Linked DNA regions of Mus musculus: all the other regions are linked to region 5. Evidence: chromatin contacts called from public promoter capture Hi-C data. All regions are on one chromosome and are shown on one strand. The core of a region is the stretch at or near the end of the contact, and the rest is flanking DNA. Distances in the headings are between cores, read along the strand shown. Region 1 holds the start of Cdkn3 (cyclin-dependent kinase inhibitor 3). Region 2 holds the start of Cgrrf1 (cell growth regulator with ring finger domain 1). Region 3 holds the start of Zfp219 (zinc finger protein 219). Region 4 holds the start of Mettl17 (methyltransferase like 17). Region 5 holds the start of Naa30 (N(alpha)-acetyltransferase 30, NatC catalytic subunit). Region 6 holds the start of Cnih1 (cornichon family AMPA receptor auxiliary protein 1).

Region 1 (4,129 bases), core at 1,256-3,755, 2.4 Mb before region 5:
ACACTGCTTCTCATCACACCTCGTGTGTGGCTGGCTGTCTCATATGTCCCACTTCCTGGCTCTGCTCACCTCTCGGTGTCCTGGGAGTAAATGGAGAGTGGCGGATAGTTCAGCCTGACTAACCTTTGAGAGCGTGAGATCAGAGGCACCATATGAGGAAGCCATGCAGGAACAGCTACGCTTTCCCTAGTTCACGGTTTCGCACTGGCAGCTCTGCTATTCTGTGAAATGTATGAAAACTTATTTAAAACTTTGCGAAGTCACTGTACTTAAAGAGCCCACTATCCTAGTCACATGTCAGAAGGTAGAAGCTTAAATACTGGATGACACTTGAACTATGTACCCTCATTGAGGCTCTCATATACTTTTCGATGCCCAATAGTGGATTTGTAGCGGGTGGTAACTAGTTCCCTATGTCTATAGCAACATCATCTAAGGAAGCAGACTTACATTGCCAGACGTGGTAGCGCACGCCTTTAATCCCAGCACTTGGGAGGCAGAGTCAGGCAGATTTCTGAGTTCAAGGCCAGCCTGGTCTACAAAGTAAGTTCCAGGACAGCCAGGGCTATACAGAGAAACCCTGTCTCAAAAAACCAAAACAAACAAACAAAACAAATAAAAAACAAAAAAAAGCAAACAAATAAAAAAGACAGTACCTGTAAAGTAGCATTTCTTGCTTAGTTATTCTAACTTAATCTTCGATTTTGGATATGAGCAACCAATATGGACAGCATGAGTCTAAAATTGTTCACTGACTACAGAAAATCCCAGAGGGTCTCCATGTTATTTTGTGCACTGTACTAGCCTGCTTTATGTGTCAGCTTGACACAAGTTAGAGTCATCAGAGAGGAAGGAGTCTCAGTTGAGGATATCTGCTATGAGGCATTTTCTCAAGTAGTGATCAATGGAGGAGAGCCCAGCTCATGGTGGGTGGTGCCATCCCTGGGCTGGTGGTCCTGCCTGCTATAAGAAAACAGGCTGAGCAAGCCAGGGGAAGGAAGCCAGTAAGCAGCCCTCCTCCATGGCCTCTGCATCAGCTCCTGCTTCCAAGTTCCTGCCCTGTGTGAATTCCTATCTTGACTTCCTTCAATAATGAACAGCAATGTGCAAGTGTAAGCTAAATTAACCCTTTCTTCCCCCACTTGCTTTTTGGTCATGGTGTTTCGTTGCAGCAAGAGAAACCCTAACTAAGACATGCATTGACCTGGCTAAGCCAGGTGCTCAGATATTTAGAAAAACACTATTGTGAATATTAGGGGATGTAATTTACATTTAAGTTGGTAGACTTTGGGTAAAGCAGATTGTCTTCCAAGTTGGAAGCCTGGATATTACAAAAGCTAAGATTCTCTTAACACAAGGAGGATTCTTTAGCTTATGGTTTTCACAGTTAATTTACAGCACAGACTCTTCCTGGCCCCCACAACACTCTGCCTTTGAACTTGAACTTTGATCTGATCTTCTGAGTCAACAGCCACTAACCTCTCACTAGATTTTGAACTCACCAGCATTCCGAAGTCATTTCTTTTACACACACACACACACACACACACACACACACACACACACACACACAACTTCTATTTCTCCGAAGGATCGTGACTAATGCTATTTCTAAGTCAAATCGTGCTGTCTTCTTTCCCTAACTACTAGCCCTGTGCCCACTGACTTTGACATAAGGGTAAAAGAGGAAACTTCTGCTTTTCTCAAATTCCATGATACTATTGCTCCAGGTGACTTTCTTTCCCAAAGCCAGCTAAATGAAGACTGAAAATGGAAGGTGGGGGGGGGGGGGCAGGGGAGTTAATGGAGAGAAGATTCACCAATAAAGAGCGTGTCCTCTCAGAGAGGACCCTAGTTCAGTTCCTTGCGCCCATGTAGCAGGCTCAGAACAGTCTTATATTGGCGCTGATTAAGCCTGACAAGGTCGACCCCACCCCCAACCCCCATATCATTTTATCTCCTTTTCATACAATATTAGCACATTCCTACTTGGTGAACAGGAAGACTGATCTACACATTAACTTATGTACATCCTGGAACATCCAGAACATACAGAACATCCAATGTCAAGTATGCCTATGCTCTTTATTTAGTATTCTCCAAAGTATCTACATGACTAGATATGACAGCAATGTCAGTTTTCCCAGGGACACCTCCTATGCAAGGCTCTCCTCCACCAATTACCACGCCCTGAAAGTTAAAACAATTTAAAAGAAAATGCTCCCTATCCTGGTATCATTCAGAAATTAAGTCCAGAAAGTCTCCAAAGCGCTGGACTTGTGAGGAACCACTTCGCCTCGCTCCGCCTCTCGCCACGTCCACGCCCTCAACTGGCGGAGGGGCGGAGCCCTCCAAGCCAATCCCCTTTCTTCCGGGCCCTCCTTCCGCGCGTCTTTCAAAGACTTCCTCTGAACCAATGAGTAGTCAGAGGCTGAGCAAGGCCCCGGAGTAAGAAACAGAGCGAGGATATGATTGGTTTCTGGAACGCCCCGCGCCACCTCCTACGTGGGCGGACCAATGGACTGACGGGGGCGGGCTCTTCGCGGGCGGTGTCCTAAAGGCTGCGAGGGCGGCGGCACTGGTTACGGCGAGTGGCGACCCGCGATGAAGCCGGTGAGTGGGGCTGTCCGGGACCCGAAGGATCCTCGCCACGGGGCCAGACGCTGGACCGCCTCGGCTGCGTTGCTGGGCGGCCAGCGGTGCGATTCGCACAGTAACCGCCCTGCGCGTCGGGGAGGCTGAGTGGCAGATCTGTGGCACTGCGGTTCGCTGCCCACCTGAGGGGCCTCACGACGACCCTGCCAGAGAGGGCCAAGCCATTCAGCTTGACAGCTCAGATGCAGAGGCTGTCACGGCCGGGGTTGTGGGTGGCTTGATGCCTCAGATGCAGAGGCTGTAACGACCCCGTTTGTGAGTGACATCACGATAGCCACCCTCCCTCAGAAAGCTCAGGGCACTGCGTCTTGTTTCCTGCAGGTCAGAATCCCTGGGCCTGAGGAAGGCAGGGACGTCTAAGCCTGTTAGCATTTATCCACAGCAGGCTGAGAGGGGTGGAGTGAAAAGTCACACAAGCTTAAAATCTGGTTTTATAGGAGAAAGAAAAGGGGTCTTAGCCATGACTTGGAAGCCCCACCTGACATATCGTTTCTACCTCATAGCTGACACTCCACTTAAAGGCTTCATTTGGGTTCCGTTGTGTTTTATACCAAAGAGCAATCCAAAGAAACCGCAATCTATAATTTCAGCCAGTTATCACCTGTTCCTCCAGCAAGACCTTTCTAGAAGAGCTTGAAAGCCAAGCAGTCAGGTGGTTACTCTTGCAAGTCTTGTGTCCACTGTGTCAGCTGCCTACCGACTGCATTGTTGCCAGAGGAAGAGTGAGCTATCTGACCTCTGGTATAGAGGAACTGAACACACGTAGAGCTCGCTATTTCCTCCTCTCTTGAGATCTACCTCCTCTGGCAAGCACAAGTGAGTCCTCTGTAGTCCACTGCTGCCTGGGAAGGGGTAGATCTGGATGGATGTGGGAATCACACAGCCGCAGTCTACTTTCTCCTTTTGACATTCTTTAAAACTAATATTTTTGTATACACGTGTTGTTCAAATGTCTGATCTCAGATGGTTCCAATTAGGGAGTGGAAAGGGTTTTTTGTTTGTTTGTTTGTTTGTTTTTGTTTTTGTTTTAGAAAGGGGATGAGCAGTGTCCACTGGCTTTGTCTCTTCTGGGTCATCTCTACTGAATACACAATCCTCCACCCTTCCACCCATATTGTGTTTTCTTTTGAGCCAGCCTGGCCATGTATACCACTGCTCTAGAACTTGTGCCTCAGTCTCCCCAATGCTGACATCAAAGCTTTGCACCATCATACCTGCCTTAGCTCTTGAATTTTCACACTGACTGCTTTAACTTCCTAGTCTACCTACAAACCTGCAGGTTCTTCCTTCAGAGCTTAGCTCAATGGTCTCTAAGAAACCCTTCCCTGTTCCCTAAATGCTCAGTCATTCCTTCCACTCTACAGCACATGGTTTCTGCTAGTTTAACACCTTTGCCATCCTGTAACCTTGCACACCGCTGTCTCTCTAGCTGTGTTGAAGGTAGACAGCATATCACAGGGTCTTCAGGTCTTCA
Region 2 (4,000 bases), core at 694-3,193, 2.3 Mb before region 5:
CCGTGTGTGCAGAATACACAGGACAGGTCCTGCAGTGAGGGACACTGTGTGCAGAGTACACAGGAGAGGTCCTGCAGAGAGGGACACTGTGTGCAGAGTACACAGGAGAGATCCTGCAGTGAGGGACACTGTGTGCAGAGTACACAGGACAGGTCCTGCAGAGAGGGTCACCGTGTGTGCAGAATACACAGGAGAGATCCTGCAGAGAGGGACACTGTGTGCAGAGTACACAGGAGAGGTCCTGCAGTAAGGGACACTGTGTGTGCAGAGTACACAGGACAGGTCCTGTGTTAGACACATATTTCAGTGGCTGTAGTAAATCCAAGCAGGAAATGGTAAAGACTTGAGCTAAATCTCCGCTCCTGTTTGTTTAGAGAGTTCCTCAGGATAAGCTAGGCTGGCTTCCCGTTCCTTTATTTCTGATTTGGAGCTGGCTCTCGTGTCTGGATTGGTGAATTGTTCTTTTCTGATTTGTATCTTCCAAAGCATTACTTTATTTATTTTTTTTCTTTTCTTGCTTCCTCTCTTCTTTACACTTTGGGAAATGTTTACTTTTCTTTCATTACATTATATTTACTATGGCCCATGCTTGCAGAGGTCTGAAGACAACTGTATTCTCCTTTTACCACGTGGTTCCAGAAGGTTCCAGTTAGGTTGTCAGGCCTGGTAGCAAGTGCCTTTAGCCATCTTGTTGGCTTACATCTTACATCTCTTTACTGTAGGTTCAGTGGGGGTTGAGTGGGGACAAAGTCATTCCTATGTATTTAATGTTACTTTACCTGCAACTTATGTTTTTGTTTCACGATAAACATCCCTTTTCGTTTTACTGTAATAAAATTGCCTTCAGATTGGCTACCTGCAATGGTGTGATTGCATCTAACACAGTATTTCTAGACTCTAGTCTCTAAAAAAAATTAAATATACATAAAGTCCTACCTCCATGATTTAGCCTAAGTAAGTAAATTAGCTTTATGGATACTCACTGCAGTGCTTGATGTGGTAGTAAAAAACATTCCAACAACCAAGCATAGCTTAAATAAACATACTTTTACAATTCAATATCTACTAATGAGAAAATTTACATAGAAACAAGCTTAAATAGCAGTACTCCAGAAAACACAAGGCTATTTGGTCAAGGTCACTGGACGAAGCTAACTCTTCTTTTTGAAGCACACATTTCCTGGTGACTTGAGAGCATGGCATGAAACCTTTCCTTAAGCGTCCTAATGTCCACTCTCCCCTTCTTCCTCAGTAACAGGATCGGATTTGTGATGGGAGGTGTTTCTCCTGTTTATGCTGTAACTAGGGATCACATTAGGGCTTAAGTAAAAGAAATATAAAAGTGGTTTTAGGAGAAACTTCCGGGAGGCTTCTTTGAGGCACTGATGACAAGAGTGAGGAAAGGAAGCAGACATTAAGCTACTTCCTGTACTAAGATCTCCTAATAAACAAACAAAAATTAGTTACTAAAACCTTCAAAGATCTGGCTAATTCTAATTGGAGAAGAAAAAAGAGGGCCGAGGGAGTACGTATGCCGATTTTCCTTTGAATAAACTTACTTTGCAAAGGTTGATAAGGTTACAAAAAATCGCTCGCGGTAGTGACCTCTTTTCGGGTTTTCCGCGACAATCCGCAAATCGAGACCATTCCTTTCGTAGACCATTCCGTCGCGCCGATGCCGGCCCTTGTCCCATTCCCAAATTTGTCTAGGGTTTGCAGGGTTTCCAGGATACCTCGTGTATCTGAGGATCTGCATTAACTTAAATTTTGGCCCCAGATGTCAGTTAGGAATTTGAGAACAGAGCCCGGCTGGCGGAATTCTCTCAGGCCACCAATCCTGGGCGCAGGGCAGGGCGGAGCTGGTCCCTCCCTGTTACGTAGCCAGTAGTCGGGACCAGACGAGGGAGGGGCGTGGCATACCTGCTATCAACCTTGTGATTGGCATTCCGTCTCCAGTGGCCGCGGCTGTCAGCTGCCCAGAAGCCTGGGCGAGTGAGGACCTACAAAGTTTGTCCGCTCCGGGGCGCCATACCGGCTCGGGTCCGGGCCAGCCGGGCTGGGCTGGGCTGAGCCCAGGAGACCCCGATGGCCGCAGTGTTCCTGGTAACGCTCTATGAATACTCGCCGCTCTTCTACATAGCGGTGGTCTTCACCTGCTTCATCGTCACCACCGGCCTGGTATTAGGATGGTGAGTGTCCAGGGCTGGGAGTGGAGGGCGCGGGGACCGCCGGCCCGGTGTGGGGTCCGCGCAGAGGGTTCGGGTGACTCCGGGAGAGCGGTCACCGCCACCGAACACACTCGGCCCAGGCCAGGCTGCTGCCCCCGTGGGATGGGACCGCAGGGGAGAACTTGGTCCTGGTGCGGGGGTCAGAGTGCGTGTCCCGAAGGCTTTGTCCCGGGCCCCGGCCTACTTTGTGCCTAGCGGGGACCGGTCACCGGCCCCGCAGGCGCGCAGACCTGACCCAAAGGAGCTTGGCTGTTTATGACCCGAACTGACCCTTGCTTGGTCCCAGATCTTTCAGAGGAACTTTTACCCGAATTCTGTATCTACCGATTGCTAATTGAATGGCTTCTTGATGCAGTCTATTTTTTTGGAAGTGATCTTTAGTTAATAAGACGTTTTTAGAAAGGAGCGAGATTTTAGGAATAAGTTATTCTGTGGGGTGGAGGCATTTTGCTTCTAGGAGAGTTACATAACCCAGGAACAATTCTTTCAGTGTTGAGTCTCCGGTATCCCTCTTGAGGAGATGCAGTTTTATCATGTTTAGGCTTATAAAACACAGCTGGTTGAAACCACGGGACTAGCCTACAGCGGTTGCTCTCTAGACTGCAGCTTTCATAGCCCCTTGAAAAGATGGTGAACCCAAATGTATTGAACAGTGGCTCTAAATGAGCAAGAACCATGGCTGGAAGTGGACCGTACAGAAAAGGACATGAGCTGTTACAGTTGGGGAACGAGTTCTCTGAAAACTATGTGAGAACGGGAATGCATTTGCAAGAAGAACAAAGCAAACAGGTTTGAGACTGAAGCGGGCTTTGTAAATCAAGCTCAAAAATACCACTTGATTACATATTCATCGTTACTTTAAAGACTTTAACAGGTCCCGGTCCGTTTCTGATAATAGGATCTCCTTTTGGAAAAAAAGAACATGTTAATATTTCCACTTGACCCCGAGTTACAGCGTAAAACTCCCATGTTGTGGACAAGATAAGATGAAGTCCAGTCTTAAGTTGTTTTCTCTTTAAGACAGGTGGTTTCCCTGTAGCATAGTATGATTGCAGTCCTGTTTCAGCATCCCAAGTGCTGGGAATATAGGGGTGTGCCACCATACGTGGATCACTCCGTGTTATTTACTATTAACCTTTCAGGTTTTAATTGCTGTCATTTACGTCAAGGAAGTTTGTAATTAGAATTAGTGTTTACCACTTTAAAAAAAAAGTAGTCTTAATACACAGTTTTTAAAGAACTACAACACTGGTATTACTCTCTTCAACCTAACTTTCCTCTCTAAGGAAATTATCTAGTTGATAATTGCACTATATGCCTTGTTAAATAGGCCACTGGGGGAAGTGGATAAAATTCATATTGCACGTAATGTGGCATCTAAGGGTAAAAGGAAGACGGGTGTGTGTGTGTGGGGGGGGGGGAAGACAGAGAGAGACAGAGACAAGGAGAGACAGGGAGACAGACTTTGGAGTCAGACAAACACAGGTTCACGCCACGTTTAAGGCTTGATTTGAATCTATAATGATTGTTTACTACCTGTGTCAGTAGGAGGTTTACAAGTGTTGCAAGTTTCTATTGTGTTATTTCTTGAAGTCTGGGCTGAGCACTGATGAGGCTGCAAGACCTCGTCAGTAAGCACCAGTCACCTCTGTCCTTATTTGAACCTAACAAGTCATGGTGAACCTAACCAACCATTCTTCCCACCCGGCTTAGCTTCACCTACGTAGATAAGCTTTTTATATTGTTATTTGCAAACTAAACCAAGGCCGGAT
Region 3 (3,919 bases), core at 304-2,803, 2.8 Mb after region 5:
CAAAATTTGCTCGCATCTGTTTTCAGGGCCTCTCTGAGATGGAGGAGGTTTCTGGTTTGGAGAATGGTCCCGTGGTGGCTAGCACAGGAAATAGGACGGATGAGTGAGTGGGCAAGACAGGTGCCACTGTCCCCCTACGCCAAGGGGGACATCTCCAGGCACTTCTGCGTCTTGCACCTCCCTTGGACTATAACTGGACTTCCCCCAGAATGTGCCTGAAGCCCAGAGTGCCCTCAATTTCCCCTCAACCCAGGCCCATTTCTCTTCTCTTCCCCACTAGAGGGAGATAATTTCTGGACTAGAGACCTCCCTCACCTCACGCCTCGTCAAGCAGCTTCCTCCCTTGCATTCTTCGACTTCTTCCTCCCTGCCTCTCCATCCAGCTTCATTTCACATCTGCCTCCTCTCACTGTTCACCTTTCACAATCCCATCCACTCCAAGCCGGGTTGCTGCACCAGCCAACCCAGAATCCGCGTCGGTTGTGCTCCAGGTCTCCCTTGGATCCGGGTCCTGCCTAATTCACCCGAGACTACAAATCCCAGGATGCCCCGCTACCCCGTGACCTACTGCAAAATAAAGAGCCTTCCCTCGGCGGCGGGGGCGCTGTGCATCTGCTGAGTGACGCCAGGCGCTGGGAGCAAGGCCTAGCCGAGTTTTCCTCGGACGCGACCACTGGCCCCGCGTGCGGGGAGGCGCCGGGAGGGCCGTCGCGCACAGAGGCGCCGCCACCGCGGCCAGGTCACCGCCACCGGCTGCGGGTCTCTAGCCCTCGTGCCCGCAGCTGCCGGTACTGACAAAGGCTGGGGGTCGGCGCCGGGCCAAGCCGCGCTTCCCCTGGTGCTGCCGCCGCGCCCCTCGCGCGAGTGCCCAGGTTCAAAGTCCTGAGACTTGGAGCGCGCGCGAGAAGGGGGTTGGAGATGATGAGTCAGAGGCGCCGGCCCTCCTCGCCCCCTCCCCCCCGGGCCGGGAGCTGGAGAGGACAGGCTGGCTGGGCAGGCGGGGGTACCGACCTAAGACTTTCCCGCCTCTAGCGAGCACGCTGGTGGACCGAGCCCGCGTGGCCGCCACCCTTTCCAAGGCGGGAGCAGGACTGCGCAGGCTCAGCCTTTCGGCCGCCCCCGGCGGGCCTTTGATCCCTGCAGCGGTACGGTCGCTGAAGCTCTTTTTGTACTGTGCCCACACCACTTATGACCTCTGCAAGTGTACAAAGATGATAGACTCGGTTGGTTTGGGGGAGCGGAGAAAGCCCAGGAAAACGGTGGATCCCAATAGCACCGGGGAGAGGGGGGACAGCTTAGTAGCTGCTAAAAAGTAGAGATTGACTAGGCCTAAGAGAACTCACCCCAAATTCACATAGTGCCCGGGATGGGTGTTCGCCTCACATTCATTTTTGTTCCCACTTGAGAAGGCTTCTTTTCCCTAGAGAATGCTGCTTCTCCGGGCTCAGGCAAGCCCAGGTACCAGTGAGGCTAGAGCGCAGCCTGGCTGGCTTGCCTTGACATTGCAGTGGCGCCAGCTGCAGATCCTTTCTGTTTGTGACACCTTGGGAGTGGTAATAGTCGCCCTATGACAAAGTTACGTGTGAGTATTAGTGGGTGGAGACAGATCTGGGATCAGGCTCTGGAATGGAGAGAACGCAATCCGGGCCTCCTCCATGTTTTCTCTTCCCCCAATCAAACTGCAGGGATAGTGAAGGGCTCTGAGAAAAGAATATTTTTCTTCAAAGTCAGGACGTAGTGGCCAAAGAAACTATAAAGAGAAAACAGCAATTAGCTGTCTTCCAGCTTTTACCGCGGTAATCGGAAACCTGGATATTGCATTCTGCATCTTAAGAGAAACTCAAGGACCGTATAAATGGGTCTCTTAACAATGCTGAACACTCAGGGCCAAAACCTCTGGTTTTATTTCTCATTACTTTGTGTCCAGAATAACCGACAAGGGCCTTTGTTCATTGTAAATTATTAAGATCCTAAGATGCTGGAGGCTCAATTTTTTTTCCTTTTCTTTTCTTTCCTTTTCTTTTCTTTTCTTTTCTTTTCTTTTCTTTTCTTTTCTTTTCTAAAAGGCAGGGTCTCACATGTATCTTTGCCTGCCTGGAACTTGCCATGTAGACCTTGATCCACATGCCTGTAAGTGCTGGAGTTAAAGGCACGTGCCACTCACCATGCTTGACTGAGCCTTACTGTATGAAGACCCTACTGTGTCACCATAAGTTTGCCTCCCCCACTACATCGTGAACTAAGTGTGAAGAATTGTTTATGAATTCTGCAGTGCTGCTCGCCAAATGGATACATGTTAACTTCCATCACAATTGGTTGGCCAAATTAAGTCGTAAAGCCTCACTCAGTTTCCTGGGGAAGATACTATAGAATATGAGGGGGAGCAAACAATTTAAGGAAAAGGTTGGAAATTTGTGGTGAAGCTTGAATGGCTCCGCAGTTGGGATTTGTCTACTAGCAACCATGCCTATTTCTCCTTGTTTAGTTCAGTGAGCTTCCGTGTGAAATTCTTAGTGGGAGAAAAACAAGACCAGGCGTCAGGAGACCTAGATTCTGGCTCTGTTGCTTGAGCGCATAAGATCTGTCTGAACTACACTTCATTTGCATGGCCATTACACCATGCTTCTTCTGCTTATCTTACTGAATCATATGGCGAAAATAGAGTCATGCACAAGACCTCTAAAATGATGAGGCCCTTGAGAGGTGGAAAATAAATTGTCTAAGAAGGCAGATAATGGTGTAAGTGAGTGAACTAGATTGCCTGTGAAGTGAGAACTGCTGGGAACTCAGCAGTACACACTGCTAAATGGATGTCTGTCCTCAACTCCACCAGCTACTGCCGTGGGCAGCTCTGGCTCCGGTAGTGCCATGGTTTCCGGATTTGAATAGAAGTCAGAAATTTAGAACACTCTTATTTTAAGTATTAATAATAAAAAAAATGTTTTTTTTAATTCAAGGGTCAGATTCAGCCTATAGTTCAGTAGACTGAAGTGTCAAGTTCTGCATTATGCAAATAGATGGCAAAAATTTGGGTTGAATCCTGGCTCTCAGAAGGCAGAGGCAGGAGGATCACTCTGAGTTCAAGGCCAGCCTGGTCTACAGAGCTAACTCTAGGACCTCTGGGGCTACACAGGAAAACTCAATTGTTTTGAAAAACCAGAAAACAACTAGAAGAATTGGGGGGTTGGGATGTACAGTGCGGTTTCTGTAGCTCTGGTGAAACACACCTGTGTTGGAGGGGTTAAACATGAAACTACCCCTCTAGACATTGCTTTCCAGGAAAAGGTCAGTTTGCCTGCGGGGGGGTGGGGGTGGGGGGGGATATTTTGCAATACTGGAAGAGAGTTTTGATGGTCAGCTGGGAGTGGGGTTGGTAAGGGAATGTGGAAAGGCAGGTACATTAGCATATAAATCAGGAGATTGCTTCAGGCTCCTCCTCTGTCTGTTACCTTTTGCATGCTACAAGCCAAAAGGGAGTCTTCTCTGTTTCTCATGACTACCCTCGCCACCCTGACTGGGCCAGAGTCCCTGGCTACTCTAGAATTCTGCATGGCTACCATGCTCCTAGTGACCACGCCATCTGACCCATTCTGCACCGATCTGGCAGCCTCTATGGAGGTCACCCATTTTATTTCAATTAGAACTTAACAAAAAGAGATTGTGACAAGGCTCCTGCTGACGTCACTTTTTAAAGGTCACGACCCCTTCTATTCTCTTAGAAGAGACAGTTCAAGTTGGACGACTTCCTTTGCAACTTAAGCCTGTGAGAGTTGGGGCGGGGAAACCCCATTCTGATGAATATTACTCTCGTTTCTTTGAAATTCAGTCATTTATTCTGACTTTGACTACAACTGACGATATCTCCCAAGTGAGTTCTCTTCCGTTTCTCGACCTGCTTTTTTGGCTCGGGGGTTTAAGT
Region 4 (3,745 bases), core at 284-2,783, 2.7 Mb after region 5:
GTGTGTGTGTGTGTGTGTGTGTGTGTGTGTGTGTGTGTGTGTGTGTGTGTGTGTGTGTGTGTGTGTGTCTGTGTCTGTGCGCGCGCGCGCGGGAGTGGGAGGGGAGGGGGAGGAAGGGGGGAGGGCGAAGCAAACTTTCAAAAGACTGCAGTAGGTAACACCTTTTCCACAGCTGTCGTACATACACACTCCCTCGAGTCTCCAGAGAGTCATTGGATAAAATCAAACCTCTACTACCCACATAAGACAAACCAAGCATCTAAGAATCCAGCTCACACAGATACCCATATATGGTCCTGTAACTTTTCTAATTGGACTGAAGACTATAGAGTACTCTTCGTCCTGTCAGCTAACTTCTGCCCCCAAGAGGCTAAAGAGGAAACCACAGCTGGGTAAAGTACTGCTGCCGGGACCCAAGAATTTACAGGTCCATGAGTCTTTTTTTTTTTTTTTTTTAAAGATGTATGAGTGCTCTGCTGCATATACATCCACAGGCCAGAAGAGGGCATCAAATCCCCTTACAGATGGTTGTGAGCCACCATGTGATTGCTAGGATTTAAACTCAGAACCTCTAGAAGAGCAATCAGTGCTCTTAACCGCTGAGCCATCTCTCCAGCCCCAGGTTTTGGGGGGTTTTGTTGTTGTTGTTGTTGTTTCCCCACACACACACTGATTAACCCTTCGAACATTTAGCTTAAAATTCTCCATTTGCATTTCAAGGACCAACAATACCCAGTACGGTGCATTGTTTAAAAATGTAACTCTGACTTTCGACTCCCTAGCACTTAATTCAGCTATCACCTATTAAGTTCATGAACTTGGGTAAATTAACCACGTGAAAAATTAAGTTAGCAACAGATGTTTGTGGAAATAAGATGGCGGGAATTCGGTGTGCTACGTGGGAAGCTCTTGATAGAAAACCTGGAGCAAACTCGCAGACAACAAATGTGAAAAAAAAGTAAGCTAATTTTTATATTTATTAATTTGCAAACTGTAATAGTTATTAGCGCTCATCGTTGACTGCCTAAATCTGATTTTTGTTATGGTCTTGTCCCGTCTCACAAAGGGAAACTAGCCACGGTTCAGAATTCTACAGCACCAAATGAAAACAAAGAAAGTCCACACTTTCCTTTTCACCTGCCTACCCCACTCTCAGCCCCACTCCTGCCCCCACCCCCGCCCAGCCCTGCCCCCGCCTCTGTCCTCCCAAGTCCCACTCCCTACCACCCCCCCACGTCCCCTTCTATCTCCCCACCCCAGTGAGACTGCTTCCCCCTCCACGCCGCCCCCATCTCCCTACTCCCCCAACCCCTCTCCCTCCTACCCCACTAGCCCCCCCTAACCCGTGAGACTGATCCCTCCCCATCACAAAACACGCCCAAGCCGGGTTGGTCTCGCCCGCAGCCACGCTCAGCATTGAGACCACGCCCCTTCTGAAGGCTAAGCCCCTCCCACGAACGGCCTTCTTCGCAGAGACGTACATAAGGTACATAAGGTCGCTTATTGGCTGTTAGCAAATACTCCCTCTTCTCATTAGTTGATACCGTCCGGGTCGAAGTTCCACGGAAGATGCTCTTAGCTGCTTGGGCTGAGGGTTACAGGCATGTGTACTTCCGTTTCCGGTGTGTCCTGAAGCCATGGCCACCGCCAGGACACCGAGATTTCTGCTGCTGTTCTGCAGATCCTGCCGCAGCCTTCGAGGACCCCAGTCCCGAGTAAGTGCATCTTCCTCTGCTGGCGGAGAACTGGGTTTCCAGAGACATCTCTCGGAGGAGGAGCGACCTCGGCGATGCCTCGGGCAGCAAGCACCTGCAACCATTCTGTTTCTTTCGCTGTCTGCAGGCATACGCCGCCCTTGTGCCCGGTGTGTCCCAGGTAGACAACGGGTCGGATTTCCTGGGGAAGAAGCCCCATCGAAAGCATCCCGGCATCCTGCATCTTCCGCACGTCCAGCTGCCGCAAGCACTGGCTGACGCCGCACAGTTAATGCTTTTTGGTGAGAAACTGCGGGAAGGGGAAGCCAGATAAAACCAAACGAGGCCAGCACGCAGCGATGACCCTTTCCATCTGTGACCACAGAGAGACCCATGCGCAGTGTAGAGAAGCAGGTGCAAGCACTCACCAACTATCTCTGGAGCCGACATTTACCTGTAGAGCCGGAGGAGTTGCAAAGACGGGCTGCGTATCTTGAGAAAAAATTCCTGGAAAAACAAGGTAGGGCTTAAAACTAAAAGGCAAACCAGATTAAAATGTCAACGAGAAATTAGGATCAAAGAATAATTTAAATCTCTCAGATAAATACTGCTGTTTCTCATTTGATGCTGTAGTAACAGCCCTACTAGATGATGCCCTGCTAAGAAGGTAGGTTGGGCCAGAGGTTGCCCTTGGAGATTGGGTAAAGGTCAGAAGTTTTGGTCTTTCGGGTTTTTTTATAAAAAATTTCCCCTCCACCGCTGCAAGTCAAAGAGATTATGACTATATTTTGATTCAGGTAAGTAAAGGCCATATGGCAGGCAGTTCAGTAAACACGAAACCCCACCTCGGATAGAAAATTATTACATTTCAGATTATTTTTAAGACTATGGACTTCATATTGTAAATTTGCCTTTTATTCTTGTATTCCCTGCACGTCCCACAGTACCTGGTTCAGGGTAGTGTCTTAGTGTTCTATTGTTGAAGAGATACCATAATCACGGCAACTCTTAGAAAAGAGAGCTTTTAACTGGGGCTGGCTTACAGTTTCAGAGGTTTAGTCGGTTGTCAGCATGACAGCATGCAGGCAGGCATGGTGCTGAAGAAATAGCTGAGAGTTCTGCATCTGCATCGGGAACTGCAGGAACAGAGCGAGACTCTGGGCTTCTCATGGCCTTTTGAAACCTCAAAGCCCACCTCCTAATCCTTTCACGTAGTGCTACTCCCTGGTGACCAAGCATTCCAGCGGATGAGCCATTGGGGAGCAAATGGGGCCATTGTCATTCAAGCCACTACTGTAGGTGTTTGTAGAAATTTGCCCAGTGGTACAGAGCTCCACACAGTCCGGAGACTTGGATTTTCAAGCCCCTTTCTATGGTAATATTGAAGATGTCTCACTCCTAAGTGTCAGAGAGTGAAAAAGTCTATAAAAGTGCCCTTATCCTGGCTTTTATTTTTATCACATGGACAGGAGAGATGGTACAGAGTAAAAAAGCACTCACCACCAAACCTGATGACCTTCTACCAAATGGGTGAAGGTGAGAACTGACTCGGACCTATATGCACACAAGAAGTAAATATTTAAAAAAAAAAAATCATTTTTATCAGGCTTCTGCTCACTATGACGCAAAACTTGGATGGGTTAAGTTGACTAAACTACTATTCTAATAGTCTAGATACTATTAGGTAGATAATATACAGACAAGATAGTGTTGGAAAGTCTTTGATACTCTGGTGATGGTGGCGGTCATCAGTCTTATCCCTCTTCCCTGAAGTTTTGACCTTTCTCGGACTTTGAGCATTTTCTCAGACAGGAATGGGGAAGGCTGGGAGGCGTGTACTTCACGGGATCTAAGCCGTTCTCCTAAGTCCTCACCTCCAGTTCTTCTCACCCTAGACTCAGCTCCCACAGAGGAGAAACTTCGTGAGGCAGTACTGCATGCCCTGCGCAAAACTACCTACCATTGGCAGGAACTCAGGTACGGTCTTCCAGAAAGGGTACAAAGAAGGCATGTTACACGTGAGGAGAGCTGAAGAGGTAGTCAGCTTTGCG
Region 5 (3,902 bases), core at 988-3,487:
CCTTACAGCCAGATTTTAAGGAGGCATTTTCTCAATGGAGGTTCCCTCCTTTCTCTTAACTCTAGCTTATGTCAAGTTAAGGCTAGGTAGCACACATAACAAATGGTTATTTTATAGTGAATAATTGTGGGAGTAATTTTCAGAGGAGTCATAGGAGCTACAAGAGAACCAATAGCAATATTTCTTTCTGTTTTTGAAAACAATAGCATACTTTAACAGTAGTAGGCTTTATTTTAATCTAGGACAGTGAGATGGCTAAATTGCCATGCAAGTGAACTCTATTGAGTTCAAAGTCCTCAGAACATACGTAAATGCTGGGTGGGTGTGATGGATCGTGTAATTCCAGCTTGAGCAGGTGGGAAAGAAGGATCTTTGGAGCAATCTGCTTTGAAAAACTAGCTCTACTGGGGAGCTTCAGGTTCAACTTCGAGAGCTCACCTCAAAGAACAAGGCACATAAGCAATGGAGGAGGATTTCTAACATCCGTGTCAAGCATCCTCAGGCCTGAACATACCTGTACACGTGTGTTCACACACACACACACACACACACTCACCAACATACACAGGCACACACGTTGGCACACACATCATACAGAGAAAAAAAAAGCAAAGTAGCTTATTTAGTCATTCTCAAATTTATAGCTACTTAATTATTTCTTCCATATTACTGAGAAAACTGAAATATATATGTGTTTTCATGCCTGTTTATACAGGAATGTACTTTTGTAAGACACGAACTCATAAAAGTCGTAGTGTATAGAGGGCACTTTGTACAATACTTGGTAGATACTTACACATTTTATCATCTTTAGAGGCTGAGTCTCTCTGTTTGAGCTGGTGGTGTCCTTTAATAGTCTTAGTGAAAAGGATTGTCACCCTCGTGTCTCAAACCATGCCACAGTGCAGGTTAATCTCACTTGAAATTTATTTTTATTTTTACTTAGTATTTATTTTTAGAAACAGTTTTGCTATGCAGCCCAGGCTTCCTTTGAATTCCATAGCTTTTTACTTTTGCCTTCTGAGTACTTGGATTCCAGACATGTGCTGACTACTGCAGCTCACTTTTTTTTTTTTTCAGTTTAGATTATGGCACAAAGTTGCAAACACCTGTCATAAAAGCCTATCTCTGAAAACATGAATCTTGGGCATACCTGACTAGCTCTATAAATCAGTTGAAATAAATAAAAAAGCTATCTAACACATTTTATTCTTTTTAAACTTGTTATGGGTGTTTGCCTGTATGTAGGCGTATCTGTGCACATTCCTGATGCCCTTGGAGGCCAGAAAAGGCTGTAGCCTCCCTTTGACCTGGGATTACAGACAGTTGTGAACTGCCATTTGGGTGCTGGGAATCTAACCCTAGTGTTCCTTACTGCTGACTCATCTCTTCAGCTCCTACAAGTTAATAAGTAACTTGATTAGTATGCGTGTGAGTTACTCAACTCTCAGATCAGATATGCAGAAAACTACCAGCTGTGGATTAGAGCAGAGGTAACCCACACGCTCAAAGTTTTTACACCTGCTTAGCATATCACATGGGAGGATCCCGTGAACTCTTACCAGGTGCTTCCCAACCTAACACAATTACAACCACAAATCAGGAGTACGCTTGTTAGCCGCCACCATCTCTGTCGCTTCCCCCAGTTGTTGCCTTTCGTTGTCCGGCACCTGTTTGTCACATTTATGCCTTCAATCTTTGGGGTGGAGGAATGGGGCAACAAGACTACTAGCCATTCTTTTGTCCCAACGGGGTAGGTAAAGGTTCTTCTTCTTCTTTTTTTTAAATTGCAAAATGCTATCTTCACAGCTCAATGTTTTAAATTCCCTCTAATTCGCGGTCCAGGCCGGGATTTGCTGCCTTTGTAGCCGGCGCTCCCTGCCCCACGCGCCAGGTCAGAGCAAAAGTTGTAACAGTACAGCTGCATAAAGGCACTAGAGGTTGGATGTCAACAGCCAGCAGCTCCCAGGGCACCTAGCCCTGCCCACCCGGGGAGGCTGCGGGGCGAGTTCCGCAGGAACCTCTGGAACCCCAGGCTAGAGCCCCACCCCCGGCACGCGGCCTCCCGGAAGCCCTCCGGAGACACCTCGGGCCCCGCCCCTGCACAGGTCACCTCCCTCCACGCCCCCTTTTCTGGCCCGGCAGCCGGCAGGCAGGGAAGTGTCGTAAAGCTTGGCCCAGGAAACTTTACCCGGGGTAACAGGCGAGGCGCTTTACGGCGGCGGCGGCGGCCGGGTGAGAGGCTCGGCAGCGGCGGCGACAGCGGTGGCGGTGGTGGCGGCGGAGCGGCCGCGGCGGTGAAGGCGACTGCGGCGCGGCGGTGGCTGAGGGAGAGGAGCGGCGGAAACGGCGGCGGGGAGCGGCGCGGGGTGAGCCGCGAGGAGGGGCGGGTGGGAGGCGGTGACACGGCCGGCGGCGGGGCTCGGGCGGCCAGGGACGGTGGCCGGCGCGGCGGCGTGGGGGCGGCGCGGCGTTGGGGACACTCGGTGAGGGACGGTTTCTGCCTTTGTTCCCCCCGCCTCGGCCGCCCCCGGCCCGCCAGTCCGCGCTGCCTGGCGCCGGTCGGCCGCCTCTCATGGCCTCCTCTCTCGGCTGTGTCGCTTCTAGGATGGCGGAGGTACCGCCTGGGCCTAGCAGCCTCCTCCCACCACCAGCGCCTGCGGCCCCAGCGGCGGCGGAGCTCCGCTGCCCGTTCCCGGCGGGGGCCGCGCTCGCTTGCTGCAGCGAGGACGAGGAGGACGACGAGGAGCACGAAGGCGGCTGCGGGAGCCCAGCGGGCGGCGAGGCGGCGACCTCGGCCAAGGCGCGTTCTTGCCTTCGCTGCCCGCAGCTGCCTCCGGAGCAGCAGCAGCAGCAGCTCAACGGCTTGATCGGCCCAGAACTGCGACACCTCCGGGCCGCGGCGACCCTCAAGAGTAAGGTTCTGAGTGCAGCGGAGGCGGCCGCCCCCGACGGGGCCTCCAAAGTGACTGCCACAAAAGGAGCCGAGGGACACCCGGGGGAGAGACCTCCCCACTCGGTCCCCAACAATGCAAGAACTGCACTCCCCGGCCGGTCAGAGGCAGCGGCGGCGGCGGCGGGGGCGGCGAGCGACCCCGCTGCGGCCCGAAATGGACTGGTGGAGGGCACCGAGCAGCAGGAGGAGGAGGAGATGGACGAGCAGGTGCGGCTGCTGTCTTCGTCTCTGACCACCGGCTGCAGTTTAAGGAGCTCCCAGGGCAGGGAGGCCGAGCCCGGGGAGGATCGGACGATACGATACGTCCGATATGAATCTGAGCTCCAAATGCCTGATATCATGAGACTGATCACCAAAGATCTGTCTGAACCCTACTCCATTTATACGTATAGATATTTTATCCACAACTGGCCACAGCTGTGTTTCTTGGTAAGTGGATGGAATGAAAACAGGGTGAGCCCAGCAGAGATCCAGGCCACTCGGGGCAGGGAGTGTGAGGGCCCGGAGTGTGGCCGTGGATGTATCCTTCATTTTCATAGTACCTTACAGATGGGAGGCGCGAAGGTGCGCACTTTTCCCAGGTATTCCGTGGAACTGTGTGGAAGGTAAGAGCTCGTGATCTGGGTTATCTTGTGACTTTTGGAACAGCAGCAATCCTGTGCAGAGCATGTTTCACATGGGGGCTGTCTTACATCCTGTTTACATTAGCTTCTAATCATGTTTAACCTTCCTCATCCTTAGAGCACTTTGCTGTGATTGAATTGGAACATGGTTTTGATCCGATACAGGCCTTAGTAATAACTCAGTTACAGCCATGGTCGGGGAAGAATATATGCGCTAAATGTGCTTTAGTCAACATGGCTGTCAGCAAACTTGCTGTGGCCACACAGGAGAATGAAATCGCAGGCCCTGTTCATTGATTGTGGACCATTAACAGTTGTAGTCA
Region 6 (3,663 bases), core at 145-2,644, 2.4 Mb before region 5:
CTCGAAAGCTATCCATCTTCCTGTTCTTCCTCCAAAGAGCAGAAGATGCTCTTCCAATCTTAGTTAAAACTAATGAGCGTTGTGTGAAGTAGCAGTTATTTCTGACAAAGTGAACACCGGACCCCAGCATTCCCCATCCACAGGCAAATAGGCTCTAAATACAATCACACTCCTTAGCAAGAAGGACCCTTGGTATCTATCTACCTACTTCGGAGACTTCTGCAACCATTTAATCTGCTGCCATTTAATCACGCACAGGATGGTGATGAAACCTGACTTAGTATTTACACGAGGTTGAACTCGCCCCATCATTCAAATTATGCCATTATTCCAGAAAGTACTGGGAGGATAGAAACAAATGAGCTCAACTTTTGAGAATTGCTGATCTCCCAGAGAGCTCTTTCAGTGGTGCTAAGCGGTAGAGACACTCAAAAGTCTGTCTCAATAGAACTGTCACCAGGGACAGAGCACAGTAAGAATGCACGTCCACCCTGCAAGGACATATGAGGAGCCAAAAGTTTCTGAGGATTTTCAAAATCAAATTAAAACTCCCTCTACTAAATCATGCAGCCCATACCACAGAGGTGGCTTGGGAGGCTGTCTCCTGAAAAAGCTCTCGCGATCCAAAGTATGACTTCAGGGGAAAACTCGGAGATGTGGCCAACGAAGTAATCAATCCAAGCTGCCTCAAAGTTCACCAGGAACTCGTCTCTCAACCACCGTGTTCTACTAGAAAATCGCCCATCGAGTGCTGCAAAGCAGAGTTGGAAATGGAGCTAAAGTAACTTATAATATCCGATTTTGGCCGTGCTCCGAGGAAGCCTTAAAAGGAAATCGGTAATTCAAGGATAAAAATTAGGAAAACTTCACGCCGAGAGTCACCGCTCGGTGCGCACTGGGCATCCATCGAGACGGGGGACGCGGACAAGCCGTGCGCGCGGGCCCGGCGTAGACACGGAGCCGCCCGCCTGCCCGCCCCGCCCAGCCCTGCTCGCGAATAGCGGAGCGCGGCCTGGGCCCGCACGCGGCGGCGTGGACACCGGGACCCCGCACGCCATGCCCTCCGGACCCCGGCCCGGGAGCGCGCAGCGTCCACGGCCCTAGCAGCCAGGCCACGTCCTGGCGCGCGCCGGCAGCTGGGGCCCCACGCAGCCCCGGGCCGGGAGCTGCAAGAGGCTGCGCCGTCGCTCGCCCTCTTTCCCCCTGCCCCGGCTACTCACGTGCCAGATGGCGAAGAAGATGAGCGCGGCGGTGAGCAGCAGCGCCAGCATATAGCAGAAGGCCGCGAAAGTGAACGCCATGGCCGGGGAGGAGCTGCCGGGCGCGCCGGGGCCAGCGGAGAAAGGCGGCGCACGGCCCTCTGGGTAAAACCATTCACTTCCCCCGGCCTCAGCCTCCACTGCCGCCGCGGCCTCCTCCCGGCGCGCTTGCGCAGAGGGCCGCCCGCGCGAGCACCCCCTGATGGTCGGAGTTTGCGTGGCTCTTCTGTTGTCTGCACAGTTGATTTTGTCCTTCATTCTGTAGTTTACTCTTTGGATAGCCATTAAATGAATGTCTAGCTTGTTCCAGAGACTAGTCTTGTGTTTGAAATGCAAAAGTAGATTTTAAAAGTGCCTGTATTGAAAGGATTTAATCTACTTCCAGGAACGAGCGACTAAACAATGTTGTTATAACGCTGTAAACTGGTACTTGTGCATGCTATGAAAGGTCACCCGGCCCTCCTGGAAGCTAATCTGAGGCTTCTATGATAAGTGCAGGAAAAGAGAAGGGAGTGCTGGCGATACAGGAAATCGGCTCAAATGAGCAAAGGGCAGAGGTGGAAAGGGAAAAAGGAAAGGAAAACGTTGTGTCTTGGGTGCAACCAGCAATGGATCTGTTAGTGGAACTTGGGTGACAGAGGTCTAAGACCTCAAACCACAGAGTAGCAAAATACGCTCAGTTCAGGAGCTCAGGCTTACACCCAGACCCCCGGCTTTTCAAACTTTATTGCTTATCACAAGATTTCAAAGATTTTGTTTTTCTCAGTGTAACCCTGTAACATAAAGACCACAGATTAGAAAGGTAGTGGTGGTGAAAAAAAAAATCAAAAACAAAGTAAAATTTCTACAAAACAGTTTTATTTTTAATGCTGGCTGCAATCTGAGAAACCAGTTCATCATCTACTAGATGCTGATGATGGAAGAAAAACTCTTCAAGGCTTTTAAGCAAGAAAGACACGATAAATTTGTGTTGAAATGTGCTCACTGGAGCAAACGGAATAGAATGTTTTAGAGGGCTATGTCCAGCCTGTCTGAGACTTTCTGCATTGGTAGACATTTGCTCTTGTGGAATACAGCCACTGGCTACTTGTGGATACAAGGTGGCTAAGATGGCTAAGGAATTGAACTTTAAATTCTGCATCACTCTAGTGGATTAACATTTATTTTAAAGTTACATTCATTGTGTGAGCACACATCCACTGTTTGGTGGTGAGTGGAAGAAACTCTGAGGCAGTGAGGGTCTGGGAGAATGTGTGCTATTTGGCTTGGGCACTAAATCCTCAGAGTCATGGGAAAATGGCAAATGCCACTACACCCCAGGCTCAAGGAAATAGCAAAACCTTTCTCTAGTCTGTGTGGATTTCCATCTCTACCATAGCCCCACCCTATTCACTGCCTGAAGACTGCTCCCTGCAGAGACTGCACCTACTAAGATTTATTAAATCTGCCTCCTGGTTCACTGAACGCAGTAACCCCTTGTACTGGCTAGTTTTCTGTCAACTTGACACAGCTGGAGTTATCACAGAGAAAGGAGTTTCAGTTGGGGAAAATGTCTTCACGAGATATCCAGCTGTAAGGCATTTTCTCAATTAGTGATCAAGGGGGAGAGGCCCCTTGTGGGTGGGGCCATCTCTGGGCTGGTAGTCTTGGATTCTATAAGAGAGCAGGCTGAGCAAGCCAGGGGAAGTAAGCCAGTAAAGAACATCCCTCCATGGCCTCTGCATCAGCTCCTGCTTCCTGACCTGCTTGAGTTCCAGTGCTGACTTCCTTGGTGGTGAGCAACAGTATGGAAGTGTAAGCTGAATAAATCCTTCCCTCTCCAACTTGCTTCTTGGTCATGATGTTTGTGCAGGAATAGAAACCCTGACTAAGACACCCCTTCTCCCTGTTTCTGTACTCAATACACACACCAAGCTTCCAGGAAGCTGTGCTTTCTCCATCCAAAAGCCCAGCCTACCTGACCCCAACTGTCCTGTATGTGTGTCTTTCTTTTATCCGTTCACTGGACACCCCAGCCATTCCTGGAGGCCGTGCAACCATGAGGCACGGTCAGTGAACAAACCACAGGAATCAGTTCTACTATCCCAGGGACGGAACTCAGAGGTCAGGCATAGCCCAATGCCTTTGCCCACTGATCCATCTCACCAGTCCTCAGCTGAACTTCAAATGGCTACATGTTGCTAAGGTACTAGATAGTGGAGGTCTGTATCACCAATATTATATGGCATGTGGAAATCATACTTTTCTGATAGATAAGAGGGCCACTTCAGTTCTGGGGGGGATCTGATGCCCTCTTCTGGCCTCCACAGGTACTGTACACATAGTACAGGGAAGCAAAACACATAAACTCTTTTTAAAGGTAGTTCCTCAAGAGGCCCTTGGTCCCGTGAAGGCTCTATGCCCC

Evidence for each region. Promoter capture Hi-C pulls out the DNA fragments that hold promoters and counts their contacts.
Region 1: a contact with region 5 is called in a promoter capture Hi-C map of pre-B cells, with 8 times the contacts expected there. The contact joins the promoter of Cdkn3 here to the promoter of Naa30 in region 5. A contact is called at or near these places in 1 of 39 promoter capture datasets (pre-B cells), 1 of 484 Hi-C or Micro-C datasets (B cells), 2 of 115 datasets of contacts at active chromatin or transcription factors (acute myeloid leukemia and astrocytes) and 2 of 9 other capture datasets (adipose tissue and liver).
Region 2: a promoter capture Hi-C map of pre-B cells shows a contact between it and region 5. The contact joins the promoter of Cgrrf1 here to the promoter of Naa30 in region 5. A contact is called at or near these places in 5 of 39 promoter capture datasets (the C10 cell line, the HPC-7 cell line, hippocampal neurons and 2 more), 1 of 484 Hi-C or Micro-C datasets (CD8 T cells) and 2 of 9 other capture datasets (adipose tissue and liver).
Region 3: a promoter capture Hi-C map of pre-B cells shows a contact between it and region 5, with 5 times the contacts expected there. The contact joins the promoter of Zfp219 here to the promoter of Naa30 in region 5. A contact is called at or near these places in 2 of 39 promoter capture datasets (hippocampal neurons and pre-B cells) and 1 of 9 other capture datasets (liver).
Region 4: a contact with region 5 is called in a promoter capture Hi-C map of liver, with 5 times the contacts expected there. The contact joins the promoter of Mettl17 here to the promoter of Naa30 in region 5. A contact is called at or near these places in 4 of 39 promoter capture datasets (hippocampal neurons, liver and pre-B cells), 1 of 115 datasets of contacts at active chromatin or transcription factors (astrocytes) and 1 of 9 other capture datasets (liver).
Region 6: a contact with region 5 is called in a promoter capture Hi-C map of hippocampal neurons, with 2.8 times the contacts expected there. The contact joins the promoter of Cnih1 here to the promoter of Naa30 in region 5. A contact is called at or near these places in 3 of 39 promoter capture datasets (embryonic stem cells, hippocampal neurons and pre-B cells), 1 of 115 datasets of contacts at active chromatin or transcription factors (astrocytes) and 1 of 9 other capture datasets (adipose tissue).

Annotation. Positions count from the first base shown.
Region 1 is chr14:46,758,036-46,762,164 of GRCm38.p6, forward strand. Cdkn3 (cyclin-dependent kinase inhibitor 3) reads left to right here and starts at 2,506. Exons shown (of 8, transcript NM_001360041.1): 1 at 2,506-2,613. The coding sequence starts at 2,605.
Region 2 is chr14:46,830,191-46,834,190 of GRCm38.p6, forward strand. It overlaps Cgrrf1 (cell growth regulator with ring finger domain 1), which reads left to right and starts at 1,944. Exons shown (of 6, transcript NM_026832.4): 1 at 1,944-2,189. The coding sequence starts at 2,086.
Region 3 is chr14:52,019,180-52,023,098 of GRCm38.p6, forward strand. Zfp219 (zinc finger protein 219) reads right to left here and starts at 1,554. Exons shown (of 5, transcript NM_027248.2): 1 at 1,344-1,554. Tmem253 (transmembrane protein 253) reads left to right here. Exons shown (of 7, transcript NM_001033805.3): 7 at 27-608. The coding sequence ends at 107.
Region 4 is chr14:51,883,309-51,887,053 of GRCm38.p6, forward strand. It overlaps Mettl17 (methyltransferase like 17), which reads left to right and starts at 1,534. Exons shown (of 14, transcript NM_001029990.1): 1 at 1,534-1,715; 2 at 1,843-1,996; 3 at 2,080-2,214; 4 at 3,590-3,671. The coding sequence starts at 1,638.
Region 5 is chr14:49,170,009-49,173,910 of GRCm38.p6, forward strand. Naa30 (N(alpha)-acetyltransferase 30, NatC catalytic subunit) reads left to right here and starts at 2,238. Exons shown (of 5, transcript NM_027492.2): 1 at 2,238-2,369; 2 at 2,608-3,385. The coding sequence starts at 2,609.
Region 6 is chr14:46,786,963-46,790,625 of GRCm38.p6, forward strand. It overlaps Cnih1 (cornichon family AMPA receptor auxiliary protein 1), which reads right to left and starts at 1,395. Exons shown (of 5, transcript NM_009919.2): 1 at 1,221-1,395. The coding sequence starts at 1,301.